Regions from separate parts of the Capsicum annuum genome. Here region 1 is linked to region 2. A link is a contact called in public Hi-C data. All regions are on one chromosome and are shown on one strand. Each heading gives the region's core, a stretch centred on a gene start, on an enhancer-like site or on the middle of the called end of the contact. The rest is flanking DNA. Distances are from core to core; before and after follow the strand shown.

Evidence for each region. Hi-C and Micro-C count contacts between places; a contact is called where the count stands out from the background.
Region 1: a contact with region 2 is called in a Hi-C map of bud, with 10 times the contacts expected there. The contact joins the promoter of LOC107875276 here to the promoter of LOC107873768 in region 2. A contact is called at or near these places in 3 of 5 Hi-C or Micro-C datasets (bud, leaf and placenta).

The regions. Positions count from the first base shown.
Region 1 is chr6:227,056,686-227,062,422 of UCD10Xv1.1, reverse strand. LOC107875276 (non-specific lipid transfer protein GPI-anchored 5) reads left to right here and starts at 3,420. Exons shown (of 3, transcript XM_016721923.2): 1 at 3,420-3,945; 2 at 4,187-4,231; 3 at 4,366-4,699. The coding sequence starts at 3,630. The coding sequence ends at 4,478. It overlaps LOC107874558 (non-specific lipid transfer protein GPI-anchored 5), which reads left to right. Exons shown (of 3, transcript XM_016721324.2): 2 at 26-127; 3 at 309-626. The coding sequence ends at 457. It overlaps LOC107875275 (a long non-coding RNA gene), which reads right to left. Exons shown (of 2, transcript XR_007056879.1): 2 at 5,419-5,737.
Region 2 is chr6:226,892,786-226,899,079 of UCD10Xv1.1, reverse strand. It overlaps LOC107873768, which reads left to right and starts at 2,714. Exons shown (of 1, transcript XM_016720712.2): 1 at 2,714-3,361. The coding sequence starts at 2,714. The coding sequence ends at 3,361. LOC107875267 (protein transport protein Sec24-like CEF) reads left to right here and starts at 1,354. Exons shown (of 26, transcript XM_047414255.1): 1 at 1,354-1,523; 2 at 2,499-2,589; 3 at 4,193-5,037. The coding sequence starts at 4,219.

The DNA.
Region 1 (5,737 bases), core at 2,171-4,670, 160 kb before region 2:
TGTTTTGTGCATAAAAAAAAAATAGCTGCAAATGGACCAACTGCTTCAGTACCAGCAAGTTCTCCTACAGGTTCCACTACCCCATCTGATTCCTCTAATGAAATCCCAGCAACTCCATCAGGAACAGGTACAATTCAAATACAAAAAATTATCATCTCTCCTATATATAAGAATTTTAATTTAACATGCTATATCACTTACGTAGCAATTACTTGTAGTTGACCTAATAGTATAAAAATTATTTTATATTGTGCCAGTGTACATAAGTCAAATAACTCAAACGCGCACAAATGCTTTCATTGGTGTAGGTACTACAGGTTCTAAAACAGTTCCTTCAACACCTGGATCATCAGCAGCAGCAGGAAGCAACACAAAAGTTTCTATGACTACTACTTTAGTTGGATTATTCCTCCTATTTGTTGCATCATCATCTGCTTTGACTACAAGGGGATTCTGAGTTTTTGGAGAAAATGTTATTTTTATGTCAATCTTGTATTACTAATATTTACTGTTATTATTATTCTTTTGGTTCCCCTGTATTAGTATGAGTGTCACGTTTGTTGTAAATTTACCTATATATTATTGTTGTGGCTTCATTTTGAGTAAGTCGCAGGAGGGTTCTTTAATTATTTATCTTCTATTTTCTTGGCAAAATGTAGCTTCATAAACTATTGAACTGAAATTGTTACGTAACTACTAAAAAAAAAAGTTTAGCGGCGGACTAATTATGTAGTTGTATAGCAACATTCGTTCCTAATCCTATTTAACGAGTAATTTCTGATAGCTACAAGTAAATTAGTGACAAATTCGTGACAAAATAAGTAACTAATTTCAGTTTTTTATGTGTGTATATATAGGTAATTTAATATACAAAAAAAATAAAAAAATCTAGCGACAATTAGTTCAAGGCAATAAGCTTATTGTCGCTGAATTATTTTTTTAGAGGCAATTAATTATTAGTGAAAATAATATTTTTAGTATTCTTTGTAAATGTCCTATAGTGACATTGGAGCCGGTAACAATTAACCAATGTCAGTAAAAATTTAGCACTCTTTATTAACGTATTTAATATTACCATTAAAAGTCTTTATTATTGCAGTGATAAATACTTATCTACCTAGTAGTTTAGCTTATTACACTGATTAGGTTAGTACTGTTTTTAAGTAGCCTAATCTACAACATAACTCTCTGAAAATATAAACTTTGATCATGTGCATGGTAGAACATATAATGTTTTAATTAATAATGTAATGAAAGTTCTTGGCCAAATGAGTATTTAACAGAGAGTAGAAAACAAAATTCACAAATAAATAATTGGCTTGTATTTGATCATTTGGAAAACTCAATTAATTTATCGGATTGTTAAATAGAGTCAGGTCAATATTTTAACTTTATAAATTTTGAACTTTTTTTTAACTCCAATTTAGTTATTGAATTCACATTTAATGAATTTCTTAATATAAATATAAAATCTAAACAAAAGCTATTGAGCCATCTGACTACGTATAAAATATACTATAACTTCAAATCTATCTAATTTTTACATAATGACGAGTCTTCTCCAAAGAACAATTGGGATTAAATTGTGTCATTATGTCACACTCAATTTCAACTCTATTGGGAGCTTTAGCAACTTCATCCATTCACATTTAATTGATAATTATATTAATACATTAAATCTTCTGCTATATACAAGATTTAAAAGAAAATCAAATAATTTTATTTATATTTCTGTTAGAAACAGTTTGCACGATAACTTTCTTTTGATTTGTATACAGAGAATGTGAAAATTGACTTTAGGTGGCCAAAAAAAAAGAAAACGACTAACCTACCATGCCGACCTATTGAGTTTGACTAAACCATTGATGAGCATTTAAAATTTAGGCAGCTTCGCTGGAGCTTTTTGCACCGTCTACACTTTTGTCCTTATGCTAAAGAGTGTAATTATATTGATAGAATAGAACAAAAAAAAATCCATGAAATAAGCTAAAATAATTATAAGCAATTATTTATGATAAGTAAGATTAATACTAATACGTAAAAATAAGATAAATAGCCTGATATAATAAATAAAATATATTAATACAGACAGACCTCTTTATGAGAGGCAGAACTATATTTGCTTTAGAGAATTCATTCGAACCCTCTTCGAGGTAAATATAATTAAAAAAAAAATATGCATATATAATAGATATTGAACTCCCTTCCATTAATTCGTATATTTACTTCTGAACGACCTCATTGAAAATTTTAACTCTGCCACTGCTCTCTATAACGTCACATCATTATAACATCATTTTCCCATTGTAGCTTGATTTTCTCCAAAATCACTTTATCGTGTTATATTTTACTTTTCTATAACTGCAATGACGCTTATATAGCGATACAATCTTTGTAACATTTCTTCTTTATAACAACATACTCAAATACTATATAATAATTTATAAAAAATATATTATGTACAAAATAAAATACCAAAAATATTAATGATAATCATCATAGTATCATGAACACAGTAAATTTCAAGTACGAATATCTAATTTAAAGAAAAAAATTATATTTAAATGATGCACATCAATTATTTCATAAATTCACGAAAAAAAAGACTACTAATATTTACTTTTTTGTTATATATATATCTAAAAATTACACAAATACACAACTTATATTTTCAATATTACAAAAAATTCCAACTCCCTAAACATATTACAAAAATCTCACATATACACAAACTGCTATGTATATGTCAGCTATATTATATTTATTCATAGGGAGAGAGAGTAAAGTAATTATGGGAGAAAGTGTAATTACTTTTAAGAGATTGGTATTTATGTTATTTATAATATATATTCATGTCTTTTCTAATTTTGCGTATTTTTATTTATAGAAACTAAATGAGATTTGAACATCATATATAATAACACCTCTATATTGCAGTCACGATACTTTCATATAAATGTTGCCACTATAGAGAAGTTTGACTATATAAAGATTATTTGAAAGTATATACTTTCGTCATTATAATTTATATGATTTAGTTTAAATTTCACAAAGTCTTAAAAAATGAAACTTATGATCTAAGACGTGTTAATACTTGCATGGCTTTGAAAATATATATGTTAATAAAATTTACAACTCTATAATGGGTAATATGAAAACAGGGAAAATTAATTAGTATTTTCTAACTCAATAAAAGCATCATTCTTTTTTTGAATTTGTATCACATGGACCGTATATATTTTAGTTTAAAAAATCCTTTTTTAAGCTATACATAATATAGTACTACTCTCTTAGATTTGCTGGAAGATAAGCTACAATTGTTAACCAAAAATTTGACAGCTAGCTACTTTTTGAAACGTGTAGACTATAGAGTGGTGTTTGTCTATATGTTGTCAATTATAATAAAGTCAGAATGTGGGAAGTAAAATTAATAAATGGTGTATACACATGGATTCGTTATAAAGGTAGCCAAAGTTTGGTCACCCACATAACCCCCATCTGTCCTTACTAAAAAATTTATTGCACCATCTTCCCCGTTATAAACACTGTCATTTCCATCAAATGCTCCAAAATTTAGCAGCAGACCAAAGTAAGATATTGAGAAGGAATTAAATTAAATTGAAGAGAAAATGAAGATGTTAACAAGTGCAGTTTTTGTGGTTTTGGCTATTATTGCAATACAAGTTAGTGGTCAATCAGATGATTGCCAACAAGTGATAGTTGGATTAGCACCATGTTTGGATTATATACAAGGGAATGCCACAAAACCGTCATCAGGATGTTGTACACAACTAGCCACTATTGTGAAAAATCAGCCACAATGTTTGTGTCAAGTGGTTAATGGTGGTTCTGCATCTTCTATGGGAATTAATGTGAATCAAACACAAGCTATGGCTCTTCCAAAAGCTTGTAATGTTCAGACTCCCTCTGTTAATATCTGTAAAGGTAAAGCTAAGCTCATCAACTACACTGCTTTTTTCGATTTTTTATTTATTTTTTTGGTTCAAACTCTATATATATATTATGAAAATACTTATACAAAAGTCTCACCTCATAGTTGGTCCCGAAAAGGATTGGGAAACTACATTTTTAATAAAAAATAATTTATATTGTGACAAAAGACGCTTGCAGCTGGAGATTTTTCGAGTTTTTAACTTGTTTTCTCTGTCAAATATAAACATTTCAGCTACTACTCCATCTGGTTCTCCAGGGTCTCCTTCTACTCCTTCAGGTACGAGTACAAATAGAACTTTTAAAAAAAAAAAAAATGTATAATGATATAAGAACAAAACCAGAACTTTACGAAAACTAAGTTTTTGGATGTTTTTGATGTATAAATAATCTGTTGTATACGTTTTTTGGCAGGTGGATCTAAGGGTGAACCAAGTGGAAATTCAGGATACAGAGTCAAGCTGCCATATTCTCTCTTGTTTACCCTTGTAGTTGCAGCATCATTTGCCACGGTATTCACCATCTAAGCTCCACTATTGTTTGTATTGTGTTTTGGACTACTTTGGAGTGTGGAGTTTGTCAACACTTAGCTTACTCGCTTACTCGCTTACTCTTCTCTATAATTTTTGTATACCTTTGGTTAAGTTGATGTAAACTTTGCAATTCACTACTAGGCAGAGGCTTTGATAATCTCTGTTAAATTTTGAGATGTACCAGACTCTATTATCAAGATAAGAGTTAATTTCTAGTGGCGTACTCATGTTGGATAAATCTATTCCTTTTCATACGACTAATACACGGCAACTACTCCTAAGTCACAAATTTGTGGATCTGATTTAGGGCAGGTTCAATGGTCAATTGGACTTGGTATTAATGTTAGTTCAACTTAAAACTCTTTCGAAAGCCTGCTCAAAATGATATGCATAGATTATTACCATCTAAATTACTTGCAGATCTAATGTACACGAGTAAAAATCCAAACTGTCAATAGATTCTGCTCTGGTAGAAAATGTTCGATCCATGACTAAATCAGTTCGTACTCGCTCGCACAAAGAAATACGAAACAATATTACTACCAATATTTTCTGTTGTCATCGTCCCTGTACGTGCTGCATGCTAAGATCAATCATGCACGACTAAAAAATACAGATTAACTGCTCTCAGCTTTGCCATCTTGACCCAGTCCGACTAAAAAATACAGATTAACTGCTCTCATCTTTGCCAACTTGACCCAGAGCGACTGAACGTATCACGACTTGAATGAAGTTTTTGGGGACAAAAACTATGAAGAAATCAGTAGATACCGGCGTGCATTTCTTTTAGTCGTCTCAACACTGAGAAAGAGTTGTCATTTGCCAAGTACAACAGAAGCAGTCTAAAAGTGAAAAAACATTTCTGATGCCATAAGAGGTGGGCATGTTCATGTAACAAGGAAAATATTATGCATGATTCAGCAGCAGCATAGACTTCTCAAGCCAAACAACAGTATTAGAGAAACAGAATAACAAGTTCCTAAGTTCCAAGTACAAAAGTAAAAGCTCTTAAAACTTAAAACATCAACATAACTAGAAAATCACTGCAGTACTCTACAGCAGCATAGACTTCTTAAGCCAAACAACAGAATTAGAGAAACAAGAATAACAAGTTCCTAAGTTCAAGGACAAAAGTAAAAGCTCTAACAGCAGCACAGACTTCTTAAGGCAAGCAGCATAGACTTCTTAACAAGAAGTTCCTTAGATCAAGGACAAACGTAAAAGCTCCAAAATCCAAAACATCGGATAACTAG
Region 2 (6,294 bases), core at 1,465-3,964:
ATTTAGCCAGTAATTTTTGATAGCTACGAGCAAATTAGTGATAGATTCGTGACAAAATGCATAACTAATTCCAGTAGTTTTGTGTGTATATATAGGTACTTTTATAAAAGAGAAAAAAAATATTTAGCGGCAATTAGTTCACGGCAATAGCTTATAGCAGCTGAATTATTTTTTTAGAAGCGATTATTCGTGACAATTACATTCTTAGTATTCTTTGCAAATGTCCTATAGCGATACTGGATTAGGTGACAACTAACTAATGCCAGTAAAAATTAGTTTAACATTTCTTAATAACGTGTATATTTATTACCTCTAAAAGTCTTTATTATTATAGTGATAAATACTTACCTACCTAAAATAGTTTAGCTTATTACACTGATTAGGTTAGTACTGTTATTAAGTAGCCTAATCTACAACATAACTCTCTAAAAATATAAGCTTTGATCGCGTGCATGATAGAACATATAATGTTTTAATTAATAATGTAATGAAAGTTCTTGGCCAAATGATTATTTAACAAAGAGTAGACAACAAAATTCACAAATAAATAATTGGCTCGTATTTGATCATTTGGAAAACTCGATTAATTTATCAGATTGTTAAATAGAGATAGGTTAATATTTTAACTTAATAAATTCTAAACTTTTCCTGAACCCATAGCTCAATTTAGTTATTGAATTTGCATTTAATGAATTTATATTTAATGAATTTCTTAATATAAATACTATAATTTCGCTTGTAATTGTAGATCAAATTTATCTAATTTTTACATAATGGCGAGCCTTCTCTCGAGGACAATTGGGACTAAAGTGTCATTATGTTGAGCACTCAATTCCAACTCTATTGGGAACTTTAACAACTTCATCCATTCATATTCAACTGAGTATTATATTAATACATTAAATCTTTTGCTATATACGAGACTTAAAAGAAAATCAAATAACTTTACTTGTATTTATGTTAGAAACTATTTTCACGATGTAAAAGAAAATTGACTTTAGGTGGCCAAAGGAAAAAACGACTAACCTACAAGTAGGGCTGTGCAAAAACTGAACCGATCGATAAACTGAACCGATAAAAATACCATTGGGTTATCGGTATCGGGTTATTGGGTTATTGATTTGTTATTGATTTTATAAAGAATTTTATTGATTAACCGGTTCGGTTCCGATTTTGATCTATTAACCGATAACCTAATAAGAATACAGTAAAAATACTATACTATCCCTGTTTAATTTATTATTTTATTAATAATAAAACTTAATGGCCCAACCCATTATTCAACAAAATAAAAATCTGTTTCAACTTTCAGCAATCCATTACTCTACCCGGCCCAACCTTAAATAACATATATGATAATTGATAAGTAGAAAAAGTAGGTTTCTAAATGAGAAGTTTCCAAGTCCACATCTCATCTCCAGTTCTCCACCGCCTCTTACTCTTCTGCTCCTGTTTTTGTTGTTGTAGCTGATCGATCTTACAGCTTCTCCCTCTTGTTGACCTGTTGCTTTCATCTTACTAAGGTACTGACTGAGATTCCCTTGATTATTTACTCTTTGATTTGCTTTTTTGGCAAAATCTTGATGCTTTCCTCTCCATTGAGAAGATGTCGTCCCAGAACCGGTCGTGAATTTCTTGTGCTGTTTTGATGAGAACTGTGATTACTATGAATGAACCCAATTTATATATGTTTTTGAGAAAACGATCTATGATGGTTGGAGTCTTGTCAATTTGGCAGGTTCAAACTGTTTCATGGCCATTAATGATCCCTTTCTGATGGCCATGAGTTTGTGTGATGGGACTGTGGCGTCCTCTTGTTTGTGCCGTGGGGTTATAAATAACATCACGATGTTAATGGCAAAGTTCAAGCTAGTGGTTGCCTCTTTATCTGTTGTGCTTGGTCACCACAGATTCCTGCCAGATTAGTAAATGGTTTAAATATGTCCTTGATGAACCAGAGTGTCACTGTTCCTTGCATCCCGCTTGTGACACTTTCATAATTTCACTCACAAACGGGGTGCAAATTGTACAATAACGCCGCTGGACCTCAAAGCTAATTTAGAATACGACTTTAGGTCCATTTCAGATCCGGAGATTCACGTTTCGGAAAAGCTTTAGTGGTCGTTGAATCTATGGTGGCTCCATAATACAAAGAGAACTTACAACCATACTATTAAGTACAGTACTATTAGTATTTTTAGGTTGGGGAGGAAAATCTCATCCTAAATCACACTGTCCAGACACTCTGCTTCACTAATACTTCCTGACATCAGGTAATTTTACTTGAAAATGAAATTTACAACTTCTATTTATATGAAAGAAAGTACAATTCTTAGTTTTTTGTATTGGAATAAAGTTGATTTACATACGAATATTGCCCTGAAATTGAGTTGTAGTAGTTGTGTTTTGCAGTTTTCGTTTTGGGTGTTTCGGATTTGAGTTACTGATTTGTTTTCCTATATGTTTTTTTTTTTTTTTTTTTTGTTACTGGATTATAGATCTGAAGAAACTGAAGGGTGAAAGTGGTGATTGTGGATGAATTTTATGTATTGGATACAGTGATAGTGATTTTGATTTGCTGATAATCTGGTGATTGACAGTCTATTTAAAGCATTTCAAAGCCCCAATATGAATCTTTGACCTCTGTTGTTTCTTGTTAGATCTTCAGATAGTGAGTTATAGTTGAATTTGATTGAATTGGTTGTTGTCGGAAATGATTGTTGTTGCTCAGCATCGGAATCAGTTCCATGGGAGAAGCAGGGCACATGGTCCTGCTCGATTTGGGTCATATGGTTCACCTCCTTCTGGTGGGTTTAGGGAGGTAAATTGTAGGGCTTTTGAGTCCAGAGCAGGTTTATTTCAAACCCAATCGAAGTCTGTCAAGAAACCTGTCAACAAAAGAGCCTCCTCGGGTTTCTTGTCTCCCCAAAAGCGATCACCTTTAACACCACTGCCTGTTAATACTGTTAAGTTTTACTCTGAAGATCAGAAGAAATCAAGAAAACCAGGCAGAAGCAACACGATTACTATACCATTTAACCTCAATGGGGATGTTGGTTCTAGGAATGAGAATTCCTTGAGTGATGAGTTTCCATTCTCTGAACTATGGGCAGGGCCAGCTTATTCGAATTCTCCTCCTCCTAGTTCTCTGCCCATGCCCAAGTTATCCCTCAGGCCTAAGAGGGCTGCCTCTCTTGAATTTCCTGTTTCAGCATCTGATATTGATTTACGTCCCTTCGCCAAATCTGCACCAGCAACCCCAACCAGGGAGCGCAGCCCTTCTCCAGGAATTGTATTTGACAGTATTGACTTTGCGACACAGACTCTTCGTCGCATGCTCAACCTTGAAATTACAGATTAATGAATGTATGGTAGGAGTGCTGAGTAGCAGCTAAATATGGGGTTATATAGTTTTCGTATTAGGTAATAGTAGATGGTACATATGGTGAATAAAACAGTTTTTAGTTCAAAAGTTATCGTTTCACGTAGTGTTTGTCACGGTAGAGAGCAGCTTTAGCTCAGCAGTGAAGCTTCAACACCTGTTAACTGTGGTTGTTTAAAGGAAATTCGACATGAGCAATGACTGGTTGGTTGACTGTCTTTGGATACATTTGAAGTCCGTGCATTATGTGCAGATGTGGTTAGACTATGTGAGGTTCAACAAATGGAGTATGTGTGTGCTTGTGCATAGATAAGTAGAAGAAGCTGGGTGTTGAGTGGGATGCCCCTATAGATGTACAGAGAGCTAGAACACAATAAGTTGCTAACTAGCTAAACAGGGATGACATGCATCGACATACCTACCCGCTTTAGAACTAGACACACACCATAAAGGGAAGAGAACAGCAAAAGTAGGGCTGCATATCGGTCGGTTCGGTTCGGTTTTGAAGTTTATCGGTTTGACAATATGGACTATATTTCCTAATGGTTTAGCTTTATTACAAACCGATAGTCAAGATGAAGGAGGAGGGGGGGAGGGATAATATCTGATGATTTTTTTTTTCCCAAAAAGATGTATTGTCTAGTTATTTTTATTTTGTGATTGATTTTATGGACTTGTTTTCCTTTGAATCAATATGTTTTGTTTTGGCTTGCTGAATGTTTGATATAGTGAAGATTGCTGTTCTTATTTTTTGTTTCTGTTGATTTTATCTATTTATTTAACCTTTTTTTTTTCTCGCATCTGTTCTAGAGTTTTGGGAAATTTGGAAATAATCAATGGCAGCTCCAGGGGGACCTAGACCAAGGAATGCGCCTCCACCCAATTATAACCCTAATGCACTTGCTGATGGTATGCAAAATCTACAAGTAAATAGGCCCAATCAGCCACCAGGTGCTCCTAGGCCTAATACCCCATTTGGGCAGCAGCCACCTTTTGCTGGTGGACCACCTGCTAGTCGTCCAGGACCTCCACCGCCTGGTGTGTTCCCAAGAGGCCCTGCACCTCCTAGTGGTCCTCCACACACTGGATTGTCTCCTCCCGTGGTTCAGTCTGTTCCTCCCTTTACATCTCGGCCACCTCCTCCTGGTGTAATGCCTCCTTCTATGGGTGGTGCACCCCCGCCACCTGGGTCTTTGCCTTCTGGATTGGGTCCTCGTCCCGGGTCTCCGGGTCCTTTTTCTTCTTCGCCGTTGACAACAGGTCCTGCTGTGCCGCCACCATCAAGCATTTCTAGCTCGGTTAGTAATGGGCCACCGTCAGGTGGTCCAGGAATGATGCAGGGTGGAACACGTTTTCCTCCTCCAAGCAATGCAATGAGGCCACCATTTGGAGCTCCTCCACCAGCTATGGTTTCACCAGGCGCTTCTTCTCAGCCTTCAGGCATGCGCTCACCCTTTGGAAGTTCGTCATCTGTCAGCACGACACCAGTTACAGCACAACCACCACCACCATTTTCAGGATCATTTCAGAATGTGCCACCTCCTCCAGGTTCCTCCCCATTTGCAGCACCTTCTCAAGCCATGCCTCCACCCATGGGCGCTCCACACATGGGTGCTCCTTATGGAACACAGTCGTGGCAACTGCCACCCCATCAGGTGATCTTTATATGCCTATCTTACTATGCCTATCTTACTGTACTTGTTTTGCAAGGTGAATTCTATGTATTTTCCCAAAAGAAAAATTTGATATTATGTGCAAATGTTATTGAAGGAAAAATAAGAACTTTCCCTAAACCCATTAGCGAAGTGTAATTTATTTTGTAATCTATGGAGCTGAGAGATATATTTAGTTCTTGCCTGTGCTAGACTACAAAAGAAGTCCTAGGATTTGTATTTTTAATTTGCACCAACATCTTTTGGATCAACAAGCCACACAAGATGCGTTTTTAATCAAATTCTATGCGTGTATTTATTATATTTAATAACCAACAAGAAATGTTGGCCTGTTGGGTTCTGGCATCAAGGAATTACAATGGTTCAAGGGGGCTAATGTTGAAGAGATGCTTCATGACTTTTAGGATAGAATGATCAATAATATTCAGAAACCGGTTACTGTTTGGTGCTGTTGATGAGTAATGTGAGAATGATATCGAGACTCTGTTAATGACCAATTGGTAATACCGGAAAATTTGTTGTGGAAGTAGTAGGGTCTAAAAGTGAAGAAAAAAGCTACACTGTGAAGTGCTGTCATGACTTAAAATTTAGAAAGGGGTGGAAATAATTTTCTCGCTCCAACTTGGTATAAAAAGTCAAATATTCCTCCAGCTTTATGCAATTTTCCCTCATGCAATGTCTACTGTGCCCTTACGTTCTATGTACCTTCTTTTCTTTTTTCTATCTTTGATAGTTTAACTCATTTCATCTCTAGTTTATTACTCCCATAATAATCAATGATGTCATATTTTATTCATTCAGCGATAATCGTGAAGTATTTTGATGGATTTGTGATAAAATATTGAAATGTGCTGCTATTTTAAATAACTTTTATTTAGTAGTATGTGCATTATAAAATTTATCTTTTTCGTCAACACAAAACAGAGTTCAAATTCTCATTAACGAAATTACCTACATGAATTCTTTTTTCCTTTTGAACTTTGAATATGTTGTTTGGGGTTCTTCCATTAGTCGAAGTTATTAAATACTATATTTGATTACCCCATAAATAAAAAATATTTTTATTTATAAATTGTTATATTTTGGCTAGGTATTTTTCTATGCTTGAAAGTAATTAAAAAGATATATTCAGTATCACTTATTTACTTTGTCTAATCAATTCAAACTATAAATAGAGAAACCCTTTCATAAGTTTGTTGCAAAATCTGCCGCTATTTAAATAATTGTTATATTATATCT